2 separate regions of the Arachis hypogaea genome follow, and region 1 is linked to region 2. The links are chromatin contacts, called in public Hi-C maps. All regions are on one chromosome and are shown on one strand. Each heading gives the region's core, a stretch centred on a gene start, on an enhancer-like site or on the middle of the called end of the contact. The rest is flanking DNA. Distances are from core to core; before and after follow the strand shown.

What was found. A called contact is a pair of places that touch in the nucleus more often than the background predicts.
Region 1: a contact with region 2 is called in a Hi-C map of leaf, with 2.9 times the contacts expected there. The contact joins the promoter of LOC112784252 here to the promoter of LOC112783050 in region 2. A contact is called at or near these places in 2 of 8 Hi-C or Micro-C datasets (both in leaf).

Annotation. Positions count from the first base shown.
Region 1 is chr20:101,775,682-101,780,993 of arahy.Tifrunner.gnm2.J5K5, reverse strand. LOC112784252 (small ribosomal subunit protein eS12z) reads left to right here and starts at 1,404. Exons shown (of 5, transcript XM_025827407.3): 1 at 1,404-1,722; 2 at 1,986-2,029; 3 at 3,049-3,340; 4 at 3,436-3,501; 5 at 3,613-3,866. The coding sequence starts at 2,022. The coding sequence ends at 3,672.
Region 2 is chr20:101,541,553-101,547,065 of arahy.Tifrunner.gnm2.J5K5, reverse strand. It overlaps LOC112783050, which reads left to right and starts at 1,515. Exons shown (of 16, transcript XR_003193272.3): 1 at 1,515-1,788; 2 at 1,929-2,063; 3 at 2,399-2,485; 4 at 2,592-2,663; 5 at 3,103-3,301; 6 at 3,650-3,768; 7 at 3,971-4,360; 8 at 4,467-4,601; 9 at 4,827-4,961; 10 at 5,144-5,299.

The DNA of each region.
Region 1 (5,312 bases), core at 155-2,654, 230 kb before region 2:
TCTCTCATTGTTCTTCATTTCATTCATCACCTTCACAAGTAAAAACTGGCATTCAGGTGTTCCATCAAAATACTCGATAACCATTAGCCAACCCCTGTCCACTTTAAATAAAGCACATTCATCCTCTTGTGACATTAGTGGAGGTCTCAACACTTGTTCTCCACCTCTATTTCTCATTATTAGTTCTTGTATTGCTTATTTGTCATTAATAGAAGTGTTTTTCTCATAAGTATACTTGTCTCGAATCTCTCATCTTAACCATTATTTTTCACTTAATCTATTTTTCATAAAACTTACTCGAATCAATGTGTTTCAATATTTTTCCAAGGTAAATTTTGGACAGATATGAGGAGTACTCAAAGAGTGAAAGTATGCACGCTTTTTACGGGATTTTAACATTCCAACCGTGGATTGGTTCAGTTCGTGCATGAGTATGATAATGTGCTGGGAACAAGGAGCAAAAAGAACTGGAGGATGATGCTACAGACTCTAAAGGAGTTATTCCCTATTCATCCAGCTATACAATTGAAAAACAATTTCAACAGGAGTACACAAGCTCTATGTTTAGGGAAGTCCAACAGGAATTCAAGAAAAAAGGCAATTGTTTATTTTGACACAAGAGGGTGATTCGTTTTGTGTGGACGTGGATGAGCGATACCTACTTTTTGGGGAGTCTAGGTACTGCACCAACAGTGTTGATTTTGACCCTTTAACACATAAGGTTTGGTGCGAGTGCAACATGTTTGAATCAAGAGGTATACATTGTTGCCATTACCTTGCTGTGTTTTCATATTACAGAGTAGATATAGTATCATCTTGTTATGTTCTTTCTCGATGGAGCAAAAATGTACCGCGCAAGCACACTTACATCAAGAGCAACTATGTCGTATCGATCGGATGAAAGCCATAACTTATTCAGAGGATTGTGTTCATATTTCTTTAATGTTGCCCAAAATTTCGTGACCTGTAACGAAGAAGCGGCCATGTTGCATTCGGCTCTTGATGATGTCAGAGCCAAGTCAGTTGATTATCATGCCAACTTGGGATCCAAAAGTGTTGTTGGTACACAGAACAACATGGCCACACAGTATGAGTGCGTGGTTAGTCCAGACGACATTCAAGGTCTTTCAAAAGTGGCAACTAAGGGTTGGTCGATATCGAAGAGGTTTGGAGCTAAATTGGATAGATCGATCAAGAAATATATACAAAGAAGAAAGAGAAATACACCTTTAATATGTGTTTAGCATTAGTTAATTTTGGATTCTTTGTTGATATGGATTTATGGATGAAATTGACTTATTTACCTTTTGCATGATGATTTTTTTTAGGAAAATGATGTAGCACCTACTCGAAATGTAGTGGTCAATTCTATTGTTATAACGAATGAATTATAAGAACATAGCGGATTCGTGTCTTTGTTAAACTCGTTTGGAAATAGTTTGAAGAGTTTTGATTAGGAACTTGTAAAGATAAGTACTTTGGTTTTTGGATATTTTCCTTTTTTTTTATACAGAAAACTTAATTCCTTAACTATTCTAGCCGCCTTTAAACATTAAAAATTAAGGAAAAAAATATTTGGGTGTGGCCCGTTTGTCCAAAAAAGAAAAAAAAAGACCAAAAAGAAATTGCTCCCCCTCCCAAAGAATAAGAACGTTTAGGGTTTTTGCGTTTTTCTCTGTGGCTCACTGGAAACTCGTTCGGCACCTATTCATCGTCCTCCAGGTATTCCTTCCCTCTCCCTGTTGCCAATTCGTTCGTGTTCTGTTATTTCATCGTTTATTTCTTCAAATATATTGTCTCATTGTAACGTAGCTTTTTCTCATGCGATGATTTTCTTGTCAAGTCCTAAATGAGTAGCTGGTACTATCGTATGTTTGTACTGTCAATGTTTATTCTGCGGAAATTACGAAAATATTTGCTGTAAAGCTTCGTAGCACAAGATCTGATTTTTCGGTATATTATTGTTGTTTTGTTTCCCTGTACAGTGAAGAAGAGATTGCTCTTTTTTCCTATCAACAAGGATGTCTGGGTATGTTCCATTTTATTTATCTCATGTCTTATTTATTCAATTTTCTTTCCCGTATGGTTCTTAATGCCGTGCTGTTGTTCATATTATGCTTTGCATACTGCTTGCAATCTAATTGACTTGAAAACTCAACACGATAAACTAATTTTTAGTATTGGATCAGAATTTTTTTTTGGGTCAATATATGGAAAATTTGGGACATAATGGAGTAGCATTTTTTTCTTCAAATTGACACTCTTGACGGGGAATATAGGTTTTTTTTTTCCCTCTGTTCATAATCATGAATAAATAGTTCTGTCAATTTAACTTCATCCCTTATGGAATTGGCTTTAAAAGTTAAGTCCCACATGATTTGATTAGTCTTTTGCATTGTATTTTTTTAATTCTCTATGTGCTAAGTTAGCTATTTTAGGTTGTTGTAGTTATCATGATTCTTCTATTTGTATGTTGAGTAGCTTACCGGCCACCGCTGACAAACCATTTCTTTTATTTGATTAAGCTACTATTTTGGTCTCCAAAAGATTCAATTTTTGACAAAATGGTCTTTGAAAGAAAAATGACATTTTGATTCTCCAAAAATATCCCAATTTGCCAAAATACTCCAAATATAGGGAGTGACACAGTATTTTGCAAGCCTAATTAGAAAAACGAGATTTCTCCATTTTTCAAATTTATTGGTTTTATGCTAAGTGAATTTATTTTGGGCCATTATTCTTTTGTGAATGGTAAAAAAAAAAAAAATTGGGAAAAGGATTCTAGAGATTGAATTTTTCTTCGATTATTTGTATGTACTTTCTAAATAATTTTTCAAATGTTCCAATAAAAAGTTGAATCAAATGCACGGGCTATTTGCCACTTATGGAGAAAATAGCTTATTTTGTCAAACTGAAATCATCTCTGGGGAGCCAAAATGTCATTTTTCTTTTCTCTTTCAGAAGGGTCATTTTGTCAAAACTTAAATTTTTTGAAAGCCAAAATGGTAGTTATTTGATACCCTTTTTTATCATACTCTTAATCTGCAGTGAAGAAGGTCCTGTTGTGGCAGCTGAGCCAGCAGCTCCTGCCATTGGCGAGCCAATGGATATCATGACTGCCTTACAGCTAACACTTAGGAAGTCACTTGCTTATGGTGGTCTTGCACGAGGCCTTCATGAGGGTGCCAAGGTGATCGAGAAGCGCACTGCTCAGCTCGTTGTTCTTGCTGAGGATTGTGACCAACCTGACTATGTTAAACTCGTCAAGGCCCTTTGTGCTGAGCACAATGTTAGTTTGCTGACAGTTCCAAGTGCAAAGACCCTTGGAGAATGGGCTGGGGTAAGTCTTTGAAACTTTGTTCTGCCGTGCAATTCATATCCTCTCAAACTTCTGTCTCCTTAAATTTAAATAAATCTTTTCTGCCCTCCTTGCAGTTGTGCAAGATTGATTCGGAAGGAAAAGCTAGGAAGGTAACTGGTTGCTCCTGCGTAGTTGTGAAGGTATCATGTTTTTCTTTGCTTTTGTGCAATTCATATTGTCTCTTGCTTCTTTATTATTATTATTATTATTATTATTATTATTATTATTATTAAACTATTCGTTCCCTGTAGGATTTTGGAGAAGAACATGAAGCCTATAATGTTGTCCTTCAGCACGTTAAAGCTCAATGAGTAGTTGCAAATTACATAGTTTGTGTTGGGCTTCAGTTTGGGATTTTTTCATTAGGGTGAATTTTGCGTTGTATTAGGGATTTGAAGTGTGGAAAATGCACGTGCCCATTTAATTCTGGTTTATCGACTAATTCCATAACTTATTTTGAGTTAACGACTGTTTTGGTAATGAAAGTTTTTGTTTAAAATCAAAATCGTTCTTTTTTTTCAAAATCATTCCCAACTTCATAATTATTTTTAAAATGATATTTTTTACTAAAATCTTGATTTTTTGGATAACATTAATAAAAATAATTATAAAACTAAAAAAATGAAAAGAGAAAACAGAAAGAAAAAGAAAGCAGAGAGAAGCAGATTTGACCGTTGAGGAGAGGGGCAGAACGGAGAGAGAGATTGCAAGAGAGGAGAGCAAAAAGGAGATAGAATTCATCAAAATAGAACAATATATCATCCATTTGATGGGCACGGTAGTGACAATTGAAAAACCCATTTGGGTGTTCGTCTTTGCCAGAAAATGACAAGATTGAACTCAGGGAAGCTCTTTGCGCTCTGAAAGGCGGGACAATAGAAAACGGAGTAGGTTTTTCAAGTTATGAAAACCAATGTGATAGTCATGGTGGTGGAGGTGGTGTTGAATTGGTTAAGAACAATGTTTCCGTTTGGTGTGACTGTGTTGGGAGAGAATTGGAAGATGGTTGTCGTCAAGGTGTGGCTGATTCCCAGATGAATGGGGTCTCCTCTTTGTTGAAAATGAAAGAAAGTGGGGTGTTTTTGGTGTTGGAATGGAAAGAGGAAAATAAATATTGGAAGAGAAGTGAAGATAAAGGTGGTCAATTTGGAAAAATTGTGACTAAAGATGTTCCAAACTTCCAATTACTGAGGCAAGTAATATAAGAACAGGGATTTTTTTTTTTCGGTTCAGAGAACAGGGACTTGGATGCAGAAGATTTGGTGAAGAATGATGAGAGAGAGAAAGGGTGGATACAATGCTTGGTTGGGAATGGATTAGGGAGGGATGAGATTTTTCTTTCAAAGAGTTGCAATTACCAATTTTATTAGGGATAAATTTGTCCAAACATTATAATTAAGGACGATTTTGAAAATAATAAAAAAAAAGAAGATAAAGATAGATGTCACTTGAAAGTTGAAATGATCATCCATGCACTCATTAGGTGCTGTAAATCACAAGAAGCCTGAAAAAGGAGCTCTATGGCAACCTACCTCTTGTACAGTTGTACCCGCAGCACGAATCGTTCCATCAATGGTGGCTAAATCAAATAGCAAGCCTTCATTAGAATCTGAAAATGACAAAGACGGAGCTGATAGTTTATCTGTGCTGGGAAATCTGGAAGTCTTGAGCACAATTAAAACTTCATACTATCAAATACATAAAATTCAAATTCACATAACTTTTTTTTTTTTTTAAACTAATCAATTTTCTATTTTTTAACCATATAACTAAAATTCACAATAAAAATTAAAGTTAGTCTTTTTTATTGGAGAAAAAAAAAACATCTTTAATTTCTACTACTATTTATAACACAAAAATTGATATAAAATTATTTTTTGTGACAAGTAAACCATAAACAGAAATGGAAGAGAATTTCTCATTAGAATTGTTGTTAGAATTTATATTTTCT
Region 2 (5,513 bases), core at 266-2,765:
CCATACTAAATGTTTACCCAACTTAACAAGGGATACCTCTCAAGTACATGATACAAAACAGAAAATACAACCAAAAGAAATCTGAAATCGTTCTTAGCTTTTCTTTCAAGTATTTCTCTCAGCCTTTTTCACTCTATGGCTTTTTTTCAATGCCTCTCTTTCTTGCCTTTTATCTCACAAAGAAAATACAGAAAGATATACATTAAAACTGAAACACAAAACATTAAAATATGAAGGAGATGATGAATATGCAGCTTTGACTTTATGAATTGAACCCAACTTCTGAACTCATAACCTTGTTCTTCATCTTGGCGAAGTGTTCCCTTTAGTGTAGGTGCAATGCTTCCAAGACTTCAAACTCAGTAGTGAGGATTCACTCTTTGCTCTCTCTCGGGTTCTCTCTCCTTGTTCCAATTTCAGAATTAATTTTTTCTTTTGTATCTTATTTATTGTCACGGCTGAGTGTCCTCCAAACTCAAACCCTTGTTTCCTGAACCACATGTCATTATCTTCCTTTTTCCTTCAATCAACTCTAAAATTAGGAATTTTGACTCTGATTCTTGGCTTAACTGAGGAGCACAGAGCAGTAGGATTTTTGTTTACACAGTGACAGTCTCAAATCTAAATCATTAAAAATGTGCTTTGTCTTCAAGTAACAATTTTAGCCGTTGATTTACAGCAGAGATAATCAACCACCTTTTTCTTCATTTTTCTTTAAATGGCGTTGCAAAGAGTAGGAGAAGAAGTGAAGAAATCAACTTGAATGCAAAAAAAAAAATTATTTATCTTTAACCTCTGACTTAGTGTAATATGCTTTTGATTTGTTTGATTAAACTCTTACTTTTTTTTATGAACATTCTCTCACTTTTTTTTTTGGTGTATGTAAGCTTGAAGGTAAAGCGCTCTCTCTCTCGTGTGTTTACCCAAAGAGAACAAAGATGAGATTTAGCTTTCCTTTTGTTTCAATTTATATTGGGCTTGCCAATGAGTAATAGCTCAAATGGCATAGACTCCACATATTCAATTAAGAGGTTGTGGGTTCGAGTCTCCTATCTTTCCAAATTTAAGCCAATGAATAATAGTTCAAATGACATAATCTCCCCATACTCAATTAAAAAATTGTGGGTTCGAATCTCATATCTTTGGTAAAAAAAAAATTATATTGGGCTTAATTATGAATTTAATATCCATTCAGCATATTTGATTGCTTTGATTCATTTGTTTGGGCTGCTATATAGTTATTTGGACTTGTATCACTTAAATAAAATTAATATTATTCTTAACTCAACATGATTTAATATTTTTTTTTTTACATTTTTTTGTTTTTATTTAAAAAGTGGGATTTAGATCCTCTAAAGTTTGAAAGTGTGATTTTTCACTATTGATTTTATAGATGGGACCAGAAATAAATACAAAAGAGAAACTATTTAAAAATAGAAGATCATACTTTACTCTTTATAGTAAAATTCAAACTTTAGAGGATTAAAATCCTAAAAAGTGTACGATAAAAAATTACACTTTTAGGAGAGGAAAAAAGAACGAGAGGATTCGTTCCTACACATACCGGGAAAACGAAAATAGAGGGAAACAAGTAGAAGCACACCGACACTGGTAACTAGGATAGTAAACTAGTAAACTGCGCTGGTGTTGTAGAAAAAGATGGAAACTCTGAAGGCTGCGATTCCCGAAGGCCTGAAGCGCATGATCGGTGATAGCACCGTCGATGATCTTCGCGCCACCTCTTCCTCCCTCCACAGCTTCTTCCATCACTTCGAGCCCTTCCACCAGGTAAACATCCTCGCTCAACTCTACTCTATTCGTCACTCCTTTCCAACTAAAATTCCTAATTTTCTTTGCTTCGAATCTTCGATATCTGAACTTCCGATTAAACCCTAACGAACCGCAATTCAAACTTCTTCCTGTGTTAGTTACTCACTGAACTCGTGGATCCCAAGCATGCTCTCTGCGGCAAGAGCAAAGACGCTGCGCTCGAATCCAAGCAGCTCGGAAACCAGTGCTTCTCCAAAGGAAATTACGCCAACGCTCTTGATTTCTATACTCAGGTTTTTCTTTTCCTTTTTTTTTTTTTTTTTTTTTTTTTTGCTTTTTGTTTTCTTGTCACCGCAAATATTGGTTTAATAGTGTGCTATTGCTTCGCATGTTATAACATTTGGAGTTTCAGTGATAACTGTTCTCGCTTATTGAGAAAATATGTTAATCCTTTTCCAATTGAACTAGAATACTACGAATAATGTAAAAGGACGGATAAATACGATCCAGCATTCCATCTGTACATTGTTTTGGTCATGGAGTAAGTTTGAATACTAGTATATTGTTACTTGCTATTTATTTTTTAACGGTTCACTATAGTTTTTGTGTTCGCTAATATGAAATGTAGGCATTGCGAAAGGCACCTTTTGAGGATGGTGATATGGAAAATAATCTGGTTGCAACTTTGTATATCAATCGAGCTACTGTATTGCATGTAAGCTCCAATATTGTGCCACACTCACACGCACACTTTTTATTTATTTATTTTTTTGAAGGCTTGATATTGTGGTCAAGTATTTATTCCCGTAGGTTTCCTGCAGAAAATGAGTCTTTTGACAGAGTGTTTGCGAGATTGTACTCGTGCCCTTCAGATATGTCCAAGCAATGCAAAGGTGAAAATCAGCTCCGATGACCCATTTTTCATCATATTCTACTTTCTTTTTACATCATTACAGAGAGGGATGAATTTCTTGCATCTGTCTCAAGTTTATTTTTATGTGTAAAGTGCAATGAATGCTTTTCCATTAAATTATTTATTAGTAACTAAGAAGTATGATTAGCTTTACTTCTTGATGTATGCATATGGTTTTGGGCGATGGTTTATGAATAAGTATTGGAGATGTCTTCGGATTTGACTTACAAACATGATAATTGAGGTGTGATATAAAATGCTTTACTTCCTCATCCTAAAGATCAGTCTATGTTGATGCCAGTGAATGTTTAGGATTATGTGCTTCAATGTTTGATTAAGTGGATGTGACAATGATTATATATACATACTTAAATTGTAGTTTCCACTCTTCTTTCAATATCTTATTGTTTCGGCTGCAGGCATGGTACAGAAGAGGTAAGGCAAATGCTTCCCTGGGAAATTATAAAGATGCGATGTGTGACCTAAATATGGCTAAAACTGTGGAATCATCATTGAATGGGAAGAGACAAATAGAAAGTGAGCAGAAAAATATTTTTGACCAATGCAAGAGCACAAGCACAGTAAGACAACGTAAGGAGAACACCTTGACTACAGTGGGTAAGAAGCTTTCCTTGTCTACTTAAGCAGCAAGTTACAGTTGAAACTGTAAAGCTACTTGGTCAAGGTGATGTTAAGTTCAGTTTTCTAATATATGTACCATTGAACTATGTTCAAGTAAAAGAGGTATAAACCCTATAGATTAGTTTAAAAAAAATCAAAGACAAGAAACTGAAAGGAACTAGGGTTCAGTTATCACTTCAAGCAATGTGGCCAAGTTTCCATTCCCCCTGACCCTGCTATTTCATGTTGTTTTGCATCTGCTACCCCGGTGCACATGTATTCTGCACCAATGTATTTCTCTTTTTGAGATAGTAAGATGAAGATGGTGTAGTACATTTGTGGCAGGTGAGGTTCCCCAAGTAATGCTACAGTGTGTCGCCATACCTGAGAAAGGAAGAGGCATGGTATCATCAAATGACATTTCACCTGGTTCTTTGGCTCATAGTGAAGAACCTTATGCTGTGGTAATACACATTTTGCCTTATGTGCTATTTGTGTGGTATTAGGACATAGGGTTTACAGTCATTATGTTGTAAACATGAATCTCCTCACTTCTTAAGATCAATAGTTACTTTCCATTTTTAGTTTTGTATATTTATATTCCTTGAGTGGTGTAAACTTATTTTGGCAAGTTAACTTGTTAGTTTTTTTAATTCATAATTTCAGATAATATTAAAGCAATGCCGGGAAAGTCATTGCCACTATTGCTTGAATGACCTACCTGCTGATAGGGTACCCTGTAGATCATGTTCCGTACCACTGTATTGCTCCCAGCAATGCCAGACACAGGCTGGTGGGCAAGTCTTAAGGATTTTCCCAGAAGTTCACAGCATTATTGAGAAGTTACCCAGTGACCTTGGAGAGTATGCTGACAAAGTTATTCAAGGTCATGATTCCAAATGTGAAACTGAGAATATCACTGAACATAAGCATGAATGTCATGGTGTAAATTGGTCTGCAGTACTGCCATCAGAGGTGGTTTTAACTGGCCGAATACTGGCAAGGTTTTTACTAGAGAGGACATCAGAAAATATTACGTACTTTGTGGAGAAGCTGGTAGGTATTAAATGCAAGCAGGTGTTTTTTCAGAACAGCTGATTGTGTTGTTAACTTGTGATCTTATTGCAGCTGGCTAACTATGGCTTCTATACTTCTTGTGCAGGAGCTTTCCCATTGTTATGAACATATGCTGCCTGAAAGCAAATTGGATACACATATATATTCCATTGTGTTATTATATTGTCTTAACCGCTCTTGTGGAGCTGCATTGTCCATTGACGAAGTCACCATTTCCCAGGTTGGTTAGGAAATCCTTTTTGTGCATGCACACTGCTGCATATGCATGTCTATTAATACTTCCGTCAGCAGCAGAACCATCATTAATCATGTATTTAACAGTATTTTTGCAAAATTTGATGGTGAAAGTGCTTCTTGCAGAAATCAACTTTTCTATATTTTCTCATGATTGAATCATTTAGCTCTCGTATTCAAATTTTATGTAATTTTTTGTCTGACAATGCAGGTTGTTATAATTATTTCTCAAATGAAAGTGAATTGTATGACTGTTGTTCGTTTAAAATCAAAAGATGCTTGCGGACTATCCAATCAGTTTGGAGATTTTCCATCCTGTCCATACTTAACTAGTAACGTGGAACAGGTATTTGTTTTCTGTCCTTATCTTTTATTGGAATATTTCTCCTTATATAAGACATTTTTTAAGCTTGTGCTGTATTTAATTATGAATATCACTGCAAATTCTACTATTACAGTATAGACATTGTTGGTGGTAATAATTATCCCTGGTGATTTTAAGTCATATTCTGTCACTTTGCTTTTTAGGTCAGGGTGGGTAAAGCTATTTATAAAGCTGGAAGTTTATTCAACCATTCTTGCCAACCAAATGTTCATGCATATTTTATTTCACGTAATTTGTGTATACGGACAACAAAAGCTATACCTGCTGAGGGTCATCTGGAGTTGTCTTATGGTCCACAGGTAATTTCCTGTTGGTAACTAAAAGCCATCTTTCATATTGCTAATCAGTTTTTGGGTTTGAATTATTTGAATGATCTCTAACATGACTCTTCATAATGTATATTGTATAATGAGTGCCAGTAATTATGCATCCCAAAAGCTTAAGCCTTTAGCATAGAGTTTTTGTTTATTTCTTTTATTTATTTATTTTTGATCCAAAACAAGCCTTAAGAGC